3 separate regions of the Sus scrofa genome follow, and all the other regions are linked to region 3. A link is a contact called in public Hi-C and HiChIP or PLAC-seq data. All regions are on one chromosome and are shown on one strand. The core of a region is the stretch at or near the end of the contact, and the rest is flanking DNA. Distances in the headings are between cores, read along the strand shown.

Region 1 (4,077 bases), core at 590-3,089, 630 kb after region 3:
TGCACGGGGCTCCCCTTGCTGACTAACACAGTCTGGGGAAGGGTGGGTCTACCCCCCCCCAGACTTGGAGCTCTGGACATGCAGGGCTGGGGCTGTCTCCATCAGCCTGTGTTGCCAGCCCTGCCCGGCACCGGGCCAGCTCCAGAGGGCTCCACAGGGCCTGGAATGAAAGAAGGGAGGTCCACCCCTCCCTCGACGGCTCACCTGTCCGAGTCTCACACACGGCTGCACAGTCACACTCTTCACCTCTGCGGCCGAGGCGAGGGCTGGGTTTGGACAAGCCCAGTCCACGGGCTCCCTCAGGCATGGCTGAGCGGCTTCTGCAGAAAAACCCCTTTCTTGCCTATCGGGACCCCATAGGCCTCCCTGCCCCCCCTCGGAGGAGCGGTGAGAATTAGGAGTGTGGGCTAAGACCAGGGAGGGGGCCCTGGGAGAAGCTAGTGGGGGAGACAGAGACAAAGTGACAAAAAGAGGGAACAAGGAGAGCTACCACTGAGAAAAAGATGGAAAGGGTGAGACAAAGAAGACCTAACGAGTCGCCCAAGCTATGAGTCTGGTGTGTCTGGGGCCAGGGGCTCAAGGATCCTGGGAACGTTAGGGCTCCGGCTTCAGCCGAGGGCGAGGGGCAGGGCTGGGAAAAAGCCGTGGGCGGGAGGCCGCGGGGTCCCAGGGGAGGGCGGAGCAGGCTGGGGAACCGGATGCCAGGGTCCTGCAGACGGCTCCCTCCCCCGCCGAGGGCTGCGAGTTGGGGCGGGCTGCGAGTTGGGGCGGTTGGCCCCGAGTCCTCGACCCCCTCTGGCCGGTCCCTGCGCGATCCGCTCACTGTCTCCACCGCCGCAGCTCCCCCGCAGCGCCTCCCTACACCCCTCTAGCCCCCAACTCCCGCTGGCGCCTCCGCTCGCCCCCCGCCGGCACGCCCCCTCATTGTTCAGCGGCAGCGGCGCCGCCCCCTCCCCCAGCCCGTCGGGGCCCCTCGCCTTCCCCCTCACCTCCCGGGGAGTCTCCAGCCCCAGAGCAAGGCAGCCCGGTTGCTATTCGACCCTCGCACGGTCTCCGAGGAGGAGCAGAACCGGGGCTCCCGCGTCTCAGCAAGTCCGAGGTGTGAACTTCGTGCTCTCAGGTTCCGAGAACAAACTCCGGGATCTCTCCGAAAATGGGGTGTAGTGGTCCGAATTTCTTTGGTCCTCTAAGCAGAAGATGCTGGGAGCCTCGACTCTTGAATCTCAAATTGTAGTGCTGGGAACCCAAATTCCTGAGCCTTCTAGATGGGTTCGTGGGTTGGGGGGGAGTCCGTATTCCTGAGTTCCCCTAACTCTAAGAGCAGGAATTAAACCATCTCTAGGCAGGAGTGCAGGGAACCCCAAATTCCAGGGTCCCTTTCCCTTGAAGTAGTGGGCGCTTCAGCTCTAAACAGGCTGGGTAGGACACTAGGAGTCCGTATCCCAAGTTCCTCCAACCCGGGGAGTCTTGGACTTAGCTTTCTGGGAAACTCTAGAGGGAAACTCCGGTCTGGGATCCTAAGTTCTTCGAAACTGAGTGCAGGAAGCTGGGCCTACAGGGTCGCGCGGGGCTGAAGGGGACTCCTGGCTTCTCCAGGAGGGGGCGCTGGGCACCTGGATGTCTGGGGTCCTCAAGCTTGGACGCTGGGTGGGGCCTGGGCTTCGGGGGTCTCTCGGGATGCGGTGCAGAGTTTCGGGCTGTTGGAGTCTGCGACTCTGGACCCCTCAGGCTCCAGGATGGGTGGCACGGGTCTCGGACGGTGGCGGCGCCACATCTAGGGCTGGATAGTCCGGTCTCAGCTGTGGGGCAGGGGGCGGTCGCCCGAGGCCTCCCCTCCCCCCAGCCGCCCGGGCTCATATCCTGTTCCCGCCCGCAGGGGGAGGGGCCGCCTTCCGGCTGGCCAGCCAGCTAAGGGTTAAGACCCTTCCTCCCCAGGCTCTGAATATTCATAAGAAGGCGAGTCCCAGGCAGGCTACACCCCCACATTCCAAACGCCTTTCAGACTTTTCCCTTTTACAGCAAGAGCCTTTGAGGCGTGAGAATCCGGAACTGGTAACGCGCTTTCTCCTATTGGCCAACCCAAAGGTTCCTATTTGTATATGCAAAGATGAGGCGGAGCTAGCCAGTGAGGTCACGTGGTCAAGAACGACTGAAGGACCCCGGGACGCGAGGGTGCGGCCGAAGCTCCAGTGGCGCAATCGGTTAGCGCGCGGTACTTATATAGCAGTGCAAGCGGAGCAATGCCGAGGTTGTGAGTTCGATCCTCACCTGGAGCAACTTTTCTTCATATCAGTATTTTAGAGATTTATATGTCTTATTGATCGAGCCGAACACCTACATCACTTAGAGGAATGAACGTTTCGATCTTTGCAATTTTCAAACTGGAAAGACTCCTGGGACTCTGACGATGGTCGCTAAGGGAGTGTTTTGTATTGTGGGAGGTGCCGTTCTCTTCATCGTCACCAGGGGGTGGCATCGCCTCTTAGATGCCTGGGTCTGCAAATCTCAGTTCAAGACTTCTGCACATGCCAGACTTTTGTGTCCTCTGCAAACTCTGTATGTGACACTCTCTCCTCCATCTGTCTCTGTCTTGAATTTCTTCCCTCCAGTTTTGTCGAGATATAATCGCCGCATATCATTGTATTAGTCCAAGGTGTACAAAATAACAACCTGAGATAGTGTATAAAGTATGAAATAATTACCAGAACCGTTAACATCAATTACCTCACATAGGTACTATTTTGTATATGTGTATCTTGGAGTTTTCTCTGTCCCTCCTCATTTCGAATCGATTTATTATTTTTACTTTAACAAATTCTGAAATTTGTGACCCTTGTATGTCTGGTCTCTGTTTAGAGTTTAGGTGTGAGTGATAAGAGCAGTGAACAAGACAAAGTCAAAGTCTCTGCCCCAGTATTTGACTTTCTAGTGGGGGAGGCAGATTGCTATAAAGATCTAAGTCCATTTTATATGTTAAGTGGTTATAAACAACAAACGTAATGGAAAAAGTAGAGCAACATAGGAAGGATGCGGGTTGCAACAATAGCAGTCAGGGACCATCTCACTAAGGACACATTTGGGCAGAGACCTGAAGGAGGGGAGTGAGCTATTGGGACACCTGGGGAGTAGTCCAGGCAGAGGAACAGCCTGTGCAAAGGCCCAGTGGCTGAAGCGTGTCAGACGTATCGGTAGAAGCTAGCAAAAGGGACCAAAGATGAGAGCCAGACTGGGTAAGCCGGTGAGGACTTAGGACGTTGGCTTTTATTCCATTTGACTCAAGTGTCATGACAGGTTTCCTCTGGCTGTCTAGAGGGGGAGTGTTGAAAAGTCAGGGCAGGGACCAGAGCCAGGAGACAAGGAAGGGGTTCAGGTGGGAGATGATGTTGGATAGGATCAGGGAAGGGACCAGAGGAGGCAGGAGGGTACATTGTTACAGCTCTTTGGGGTGAGGGTTTGAGAATGAAGAGTGTTAAGAGGACTGCTTCCCAGGTGTTTGGCACTGGTACCTGGTGGTAGGTGCCATTTTCTCAGGTGAGGGTTGGTTGGTTGGTTTGGAAGGGGCAGAAAATCTGTTTTTGCAAAGGGAAGGACCAGACCGTGTTACTTCTTGTTCTTTCAGTGTCTGCGTGCCTTGCTCTCGCTCTCCAGTGTCTCTGGGTTTCTGTCTCTCTTTCCCAATCCTCGTCTCCAGGTATGGGGGACTTGAGCCTTTTCCCAAAACTGGGCGGGGTCTTCCTGTAAGGGAGGTTAGAGATCAAAGGCAAGGGCCCGCCAGTGGGCAAGGGGAGAGGGCCAGAGAGGAGTGAGAGGGCAAGGAGGGGAGGGGAGGGGAGGAGAACACTCGCAGGAGGGAATAGGGTGGGGAAATAGGGTGAGGAGGGAAGTGGAACTGCGAGGATGAAGAGCACGGAGAGGGAAGAAGGGGGGATGGGAGAAGGCGGAGGAAGGGGGGATGGGAAGGAAATTGAAGCGGGGGGATAGAAGACGGAATGGGGGCAGGAAGGGAAGGACATTAAAAGGGGAAGGGGAGAAGGGCGCTGGGGAAGGGCTGGAGTAGGGGGGAAGAAGGGGAGAGGA
Region 2 (4,011 bases), core at 538-3,037, 580 kb before region 3:
CTTCCCCGACTCCTCAGCTCTCATTTCCTTAACCCCATAGCTCAAAGTACTTTCTTTTCAGAGAAATAACACAAACTCTGGATGCCAGAATCCTTTCTACTTAATTTTTACCACTCTGATCCCCACTGCCAGTCCTGCTAGAAAACCACCCTTTTCTAACTCCAGATTCAGTCCCTCCCATACCAGGGTCTCCTCTCCAGAAAATCACACATCTACTCCATCCTCTCTCTGCAGGGTCATATCTTGTGGCTGATGTAGAGGTTCCCTGCTACCCCTTGAGGCTCCTCCAATCCCTGGGTACACAAATAACTGCTTCTGGGGACCAACATGCCCTCTCGTGGAGATGATCAGCCACCCCCCCCCAACACTTCCCCCACTCCACCCCGAGGCTGGCAGCCAAGTCAACAGGTTTCCTTTCACCCTCCATATCCTACACACTCTCCCCTCCCCTGTAGTAGTTACTGGACCAGCTACATACTCCTTGCTGGACACAAGGTTCTCTATCCCCCAGATACTCCATCCACTTCAAAACTTCACCAATTTGTTATCTTCTGCACCCCACCCCCAGCTACACTTGTTCTCCAAACGACAGATACTGTTAATCTAAAACCATTCAGCAGTAGCCACTGCATTATCTGTCCTCAGAGCCTTTCCAGCTCTAGACCTCCTGGTTCCTCACCCAGGGAGGCATCCTTCTCTCTGCCACCAGCCTCTGTACACCAAGGTTCCATATACCGCCTCTGGAAGTCAATCAGAAAGTCCCCAAATTGCCAGAACCAAATGCCCAGGTTGTCCCTGCCTACGGGTTGGCCTTCTAGTCCTGCATCTGAGTCCCTCACAGTACAATCGCATGGTGGTCTCCCACATCCCCTAAATGCTCCCAGGCCAAACACCAGAACATACAGTCTATTGGACCTTCCCCGGCCAGACGCCAGCACCCATCTTACATACAACCCACACTAATACCAAATATAAGAAGTCCCTGTGCCCCCCATTCAGGAGCAAACTCCAGGATCCTCCATCCTCAAAACTCTCCAGCCCAGAAAACAAAGCTCTCAACGCCTAGCTCATAGCCTGGGCTCGCACAGCTCCCAAGCTCTAAGATCATCATTTCCAAGACTCTCCTCAGCCCCCCAAATAGAAAACCTCTTGTTCTTCCGATTGTCTTCGGGTCCAGAAACCACAGCTTCCGGTTTCCGAGTCCTAGGCTGCGGAACCCTTTACAACCCCCCCCCCCGCCGACCTTCCTCATCTCCGAAACCGAGGACCCCCGCCCCCCATTCCAGGATCTCCCCTGCACCGAATGCCAGGATTCGCCCTCCGGTCGTCCCGCGGGCCTTGTCCCCAAATCCTTTTCAGCGACGGGCAGAGGCATCCCCCGATCCTTAGATCGTCTCCCCGACCTCAGGCGCCGGACTCCCGCGTCCCACAGCCCTTCCTCGGCCCGGACTCCGGGCTCCCCGGCCCCCGCCCCGCGCACTCTCACAATGTCCGTCCGGCCCCGAGTAGCCGCCGGGCTCCGGGTGCGGCTGCAGCTGCAGCCCGGGCGGCGGTGGCTGCGCGGTCCCCTCCAGCTCGGAGCCCCCCTCGGTCTCGACCTCCTCGCTGTTGTGCCCAGGTCGCCCCGGTTCGTCGTCGGCCTCGAGCTCCCGCTCGTCGTCGGGCTCCTCGGCCTCCAGCGCCGCCTGCAGCCGCTCAGCAAGCTCGGCCTTGAGGCCACGAGTGTCCAGGCCGCGGCGCTGCAGTTCCTCGCGAAGTTCGTTCACCTTCAGACGGCGCACATCCATGGCCCGGGCCCCCGGGGCGGCCCCCGAGCCCGGCCCGGCCTCCCAGGGCTCTGTCCCCCTTAAACCTTTCCTGTCAGGAGGCGAAGGGGGAAAGGGGGGGGCCCCCACTCCAATGGCGGCGGCGGCTCAAAATGGCCGCCGCCGCCACCTCCCCCTCCTCCGTGGCCCCGTGCGATGCAACACGGGTGCCAATTGGCCACCGCATGGGAGCAACGGGCGCGGGCCCAGAGACTCGACCAATCAGAGCGTGTCTTTCAAAAGAACGGCACTGAAAGGGCTTGGGAGCTACCGGGGAGGAAGCGTTGGCCTACGTCGATGCCGAAGCCGGAGCGGGAGGGCGGGAAAAGGTGAGAGGCGGAGCGCGCGGTGATTGGGTAGCGTTCGCGCGCCCGCTCCAGTAGGGTCAAATGAGGGAAAGGGAGTAAAGACCTGGACCCATCAGCAGTGAGATCTCAGAATGAGGTCCCCACGGCCTTTCCTGCGCGGTCCTTTCATCAAACTAGTGTCTCTGTAACACATATCTTGATTGGTCTAAATCTCCCGCCCCTGGAGGCGTCCAAGCGGGTAAAACCACTAGGACCAATCAAATGGAGGGTCCGCAAACCACTCCTCCCCGCCCCCTTTCAAGATTGCCTTTAGGAAACCGGAAAGAGATGAATTCACGAAGGACCTTCCCCTTGCCGTTAGGGCGGTTTCAAAACAATCTGTCCACCAATCGTAGTTCCTGTCTTATCTCGGTAAAGCTAGTACAGTTGCACCGTTTTAGGAAAACCTAGCCAGATTGGCTATTCTGGTTACGGACCGCCTTACAAACTTCGCCGTAGAGGGAAGTATACTAAACAGAGATTTAGGTACACAAATTGTTCTTAGTCTGGAAGAAACTCAGTTGCTTTTATGAAAAGCAGCTCTTTGGCTTCAGAGAGTCCTGAAGGTTTGAAAGCAGAGACAAACAACGGGGAAAAAGTTGTGAAAGAAATCTCACTCTCTCCCCTTTGATAGATCATCTCACGGGGCCCCTCTTTCCATTATCATAGCTGCGCTGACGTCTTTCTCTCCGGTTGCTATCTTACGTGGAATGGGCGCTCTGTACGCGGTCATTCCCTTTCCATGCGGAAGGGCTTCCAAAAGCTCAGGGGTCTCTACCCCAAATCATCTATGCTGATTTGCTAGTTTGGCGTCTGTATTGACAAGCTCAATACACAGATTAAGCCTCGCGCTACTAAACGCCGTAGTTTCATTATGTTTAACCCTGCACCACCTGTCGCCTCTAACTCAAAAAAACAAGCCTTCTGTAAGGTACATTATCAATATGCACAATGCAAATGCCCGCTGCTCACTGGGCTATACCTAAAGCCTACAAAAGCCACACACACCCTCTACGTAGACAAAGGCGCACACACAATACAGATAAACAAATGGTGTGTGTAGGATCAGATGCATCAATTCTGGGGATAATACACCAAACTGCAGTGTAGATGTACCTATTAAGGTCGGCACAAGCTGGAGGCATCAAAACATAAAGACAAGGGACAGTTACACTACAGGCTTACACCACAGCAACCTAGACACACAGCACCCACTCAGAAGCGGCACAGACACTCACGTGGGCCCGTAGGTTCCAGTCCAGACACCCCGCCCCTCGCCCACGTCCGACTTCCTCTCTCCTCCCAGCTTCCCACAATGATTTGTTCGAAAAGTTTATGGCCCGGATTGAACTGTTCTCGATTTTCAGGAGTCACCACCCGGGGGCGTCCGGGCGCTGCCAAGGGTTCCTCCATCCGCTGCCGGACACACCCAGGATGGTGTGTACCCGCGATGCGTGCAAAACATAGTGGGCTTGTCTTGGCAGGAGTCCCTATGTGGGCCCGAGATTTTCGGAGGCGCTCTGTGCCTGTGTTTGTAAGTGAATCTGAACGCTTGGATCTGTGAGTTCCCTGTACATACGCTATATGTCTGAATATTTGTGTCACTTTATAGTGTTTTTATCTGTGTTATTCTAGTTTCTTCCTATTCCTGGTGATTACCTGCCTGTGCATGTTTGTAAGTATGTCTGTATTTGTGTAATTTTGTGTAACTCTGTGTCTGAATTTGTGTCTCAGTATTTGTGACCAGGTGTACTTGGGTATATCCATTAATTCACGTGGCTGTTACTTTGGGGTGGGGGAGGGTCCCTGTGCTCCTGTGCTTATCTATATGTCTCTTACTCACTAGGGGTTTCAGAGAG
Region 3 (3,951 bases), core at 84-2,583:
GGCAGCCTACATTGTGTATTTGCCTGATTGCCTTCGTGTTTAATTTTTCACTCTCTGTTCCCTAGAAATTGGAGTTGGATCTAGACACTTGAGATTGAGCATCCATTGATAATCGCTGTCTGAATCAACCAGTCTAGTTAGCATTTTTGATGGCTTACTTTGGTCAAGGGCTTTATTCACAAACAGTTCTTCCCATAGGGCCTGAAGAGTTAGCAAACGAGCTACTGAAGAAGGTAAGACCCATTGTCAGTTTAGCCAACAAGTATAAAACTGCTGTCTACCTTCATCCCATCCGGCGTGTCTCCCCTTGAACTGTGCTATTACCACAACAGCCATTACTACGAAAGGACACGTTGTCACACACCACTTCCAACGTTTTGCACCAATTGTTTTTTAATCCTTAAAACAACCCTCTGGAGTTCCCGTCGTGGCGCAGTGGTTAACGAATCCGACTAGGAACCATGAGGTTGCGGGTTCGATCCCTGCCCTTGCTCAGTGGGTTAACGATCCAGCGTTGCCGTGAGCTGTGGTGTAGGTTGCAGACGCGGCTCGGATCCTGCGTTGCTGTGGCTCTGGCGTAGGCCAGTGGCTACAGCTCCGATTCGACCCCTAGCCTGGGAACCTCCATATGCCCAAGAAATAGCAACAACAACAACAAAAGACAAAAAAAAAAAAAAAAAAAAAAAAAACAACCCTCTGAGCCAGATGCTATTTGTCTGATTTTAGAGGTGGGGAAACGGAGATGCTCCTAAGAAACTAAAACATTTGTGCAAAGTCACACAGCTACTTAGGGAAGGGAGCCCAAGAAGGGGCTCCAGGGACATCCCACCCCTCCCTTCCTAGTTCCTGTAACCACAATTGAGTACACCTGCCCAGCATCTGTAGCGTCTGATATAGTGCTTTTACAGAGACGACCTTATTTTAATTTTACTAACTCTCAAGAGCTAGGCAAGAAGATCTCCCATTTAACAGACTCAGAGATGTCAAGCGTCTTTCCAAGTTCTCGCATCGAGTGAGAATTTGAACCCCGGGTCTATCTGGCTTAGAGTGTAGACCCCTGTTGGGGCTGGGTGAGTAAGAAGTTCAACTGCTGGAATTGGCGGGGCCGGGGGTAGGTGTGAGGGGGCAGCACAAGGAGAGACACAAACGCCACCCTCTACCGTCCCACAGGGCAAAGAGCCACCCCACCTTCTCTCCCCGGTTCCTTCACGAAGCTGCCCGGACATGCGCCCTGAAGACCACTTCCCCTCCTTTCGAACCTGCCCCCTATAGGCCCCGCCCATCGCCATCTAGGACCAATCCCTGAGTGGAGGGCGGGGCCTCCAGGGGAGTGGGCGGTAGCTAAGAGGAGTGGAGAGCCTGAAGTCGTGCGCTGGAGTCAGAACTCCGTCTCTCAAGCCAGGCTCCGGTTGCTGGAGGAGAGTGAGCGAGCAATGCTGCCGCCACCGCTTCCTGATTGGCTGCGGGTGGCTCCCTCTTCGTCCTGATTGGCAGTTTGTGAGCTGGGTATGTAAATGAAGGGAAGAAACCAGGGGAAAGAAGGGGTACTGGCCGCGGGGTCCTTTGGCAGGTTCGATCCCTGCGTCCGGCAGGTGCGAACCAGGGCTGTCTGGAATCGAGACGCACGGGCCTCTAAGGGCCGTCCGCCCCGGCCGGGCCGGGTGAATCACGCCGCAGCCCGGGAAGGGGGCGGAGGCGCCGGCTCTCTGGCTCCGGCTGTGTGACTCACCCGCCCCCGCCGCCGCCGCTTCGGGAGGAGTCGCCTCCACTGCCTTCCGGAAGCGAGCGGAGGCCGAGAGAGCAGAACAGCTCTCTGGGTATTCCGGCTCGCACGGTCCCGGGCGGCTGGCAGGAACGTTCACGTCCCGCGCGGCAGCATAAAGGGTCCGGGGGGGTCTGAGGAGCCGGAGTCCCCGGAAGAAAGCCGTCCTGGGGCCGCTAGGGGGCGCCGGAACACGGGGGAGGAGTCGGGGGTGGGGGCTGAATTCCTGCGGTTCCGGACTCCCGGGTCGGCTGGGAAGGAAGAGAGGACCCAGTTTTGAGTAGTGTGAGCGGTCCGTCTTAAAGTCCTGCTAGGCAAGGATCCCAGTACCCACTGTACCCTGCAGGCTGCCCGATTTAAAAAATCAGGTTGGGCCAGGGCACCACCCCGGGCAAAGTGTGGGTTCTCAAACTTCTCTCGGTGACCCCTGTGCCTATCAGGATTGTCCGGCAAGCTCTGTCCATTCTGCCTCTCAAATAAATCCTGAATCGACCAACTTCCTTCCATGGCCACTACCGCCTTTTACTCCCAAGTCACCATCATCGCCCACCCCAAGCCTCCAATGGATCGCAGTGCCACACTCTTCCAGCCTCCCTCCCTGTCCCTGCTCCCCAAAGCAGCCTAGGGGATCTTCTGGAAACCTAATCAGTCCACAACGCGACTCTCTTCCCTGCTCAGAACTCTTCAGTGACTGCCCACCACACTCACAATAAACTCCAAGCTCCTTGCCTCTGCCTCCTCTCCAACTCGCTCTTCTCCCTCCCTGCCCCCATGTCGCCCTGTGTACTGACCTCAGAGTTTTTTTTCAGTTCAAGCTGTTCCAGCCTCTAAGACTTTCTTTGCCTTTGCGGTTGTCCTTTATTCCCGGAATGCCTTCCCCCAGGTTCTTCCATGGCTACTTCCTTCTCATACTTAAGGGCTCATTTCAAATGTCACCTCAACATGCCACAGGCCCAGCCAACAAACAAACAAAGATTGTCAAAGTCACCTCGGAGGGGGAGCCTTCCCTGACTATGCTCAGATCCTTTTGGTATCTTCCTAGCACCTTCTAACACTTCCTGTATTTGTTTATGTATTGGTTGTCTGATACTATTAGTAGGCACCCCAATAAATATTAGATTAAAGCACGTGAAACAGCTGCCTCGCAGGTTAAAAGAAAGTTTAGACTATTGGACATTTTACATGTTTCACTGAAGAAATAAATAATAGTTATATTAATAGTATTATTTATGGGAGTTATTGTATACGTATTCACTGTTGTAAGTTCTTTTCGTATCTCACTTATTCCTTAAAACACCTCTAGGGGAGTTTCTGTCATGGCTCAGGGGTAACAAACCCAACTCTTATCCATGAGGATGAGGGTTCCCTCCTGGGCCTCGCTCAGTGGGTAAGGATCCAGGGTTGCTGTGACCTGTGGTGTAGGTCACAAATGAGGCTCGGATCCCGCATTGCTGTGGATGTGGCCAGCAGCTACAGCTCCAATTCAATACCTACCCTGGGAACTCCCATATAATGCTGGTGTGGCCCTAAAAAGACCAAAACCAAACAAACAAAACCTCTTGGAAATAGATACAAATATCATTCATATTCTAAAGTTTCCCTAAGAAAGGCTAAGGTCAGAGAGGTTAAGTGATTTGCCCAAGATCACACAGCAGTTGTCAGAACTTCACGTTGGCTTTCCATAACTGACTGACTGTCCTTCCTTGCAGATGATGCTGAGCAAGGGCCTGAAGCGAAAGCGGGAGGAGGAGGAGGAGGAGGAGAAGGAAGCCCTGGCAGTTGACGCCTGGTGGCTGGATTCTGGCCACCCAGCAGTGGCACAGGCACCCCAGTCGGTGGCCTCCAGTTCCCTCTTCGACCTTTCGGTGCTCAAGCTCCATCACAGCCTGCGGCAGAGTGAGCCGGACCTGCGGCACCTGGTGCTGGTTGTGAACACGCTACGGCGAATCCAGGCGTCCATGGCACCCGCGGCTGCTCTGCCACCTGTGCCCACCCCGCCTACATCCCCTGGTGTGGTGGACAACCTGCTGACCAGCTCGGACGCCGCCCTCTCGGCCTCCATGGCCAGCCTCCTGGAGGACCTCAGCCATATTGAGGGCCTGAGTCAGGCCCCCCAGCCCCTGGTAGATGAGGGGCCACCAGGCCGCCCCACTGGGGGAGCCCCACCCAGCCTGGGTGCCTTGGACCTA

What was found. A called contact is a pair of places that touch in the nucleus more often than the background predicts. HiChIP or PLAC-seq counts read pairs in DNA pulled down with a chosen protein or histone mark.
Region 1: a contact with region 3 is called in a Hi-C map of liver, with 3 times the contacts expected there. The contact joins the promoter of PLEKHG2 here to the promoter of SERTAD1 in region 3. A contact is called at or near these places in 1 of 5 promoter capture datasets (liver), 2 of 47 Hi-C or Micro-C datasets (blood and liver) and 1 of 2 datasets of contacts at active chromatin or transcription factors (alveolar macrophages).
Region 2: a contact with region 3 is called in an H3K27ac HiChIP or PLAC-seq map of alveolar macrophages. The contact joins the promoter of HNRNPUL1 here to the promoter of SERTAD1 in region 3. A contact is called at or near these places in 1 of 5 promoter capture datasets (liver) and 1 of 2 datasets of contacts at active chromatin or transcription factors (alveolar macrophages).

What each region holds. Positions count from the first base shown.
Region 1 is chr6:48,067,294-48,071,370 of Sscrofa11.1, reverse strand. It overlaps PLEKHG2 (pleckstrin homology domain-containing family G member 2), which reads right to left and starts at 1,839. Exons shown (of 21, transcript XM_021094371.1): 1 at 990-1,839; 2 at 205-320. The coding sequence starts at 307. TRNAI-UAU (a tRNA gene) reads left to right here and starts at 2,184; the gene lies at 2,184-2,276.
Region 2 is chr6:49,278,072-49,282,082 of Sscrofa11.1, reverse strand. HNRNPUL1 (heterogeneous nuclear ribonucleoprotein U-like protein 1) reads right to left here and starts at 1,787. Exons shown (of 17, transcript XM_021094416.1): 1 at 1,487-1,787. The coding sequence starts at 1,787.
Region 3 is chr6:48,699,830-48,703,780 of Sscrofa11.1, reverse strand. It overlaps SERTAD1 (SERTA domain-containing protein 1), which reads left to right and starts at 1,333. Exons shown (of 2, transcript XM_003355914.3): 1 at 1,333-1,506; 2 at 3,472-3,951. The coding sequence starts at 3,472.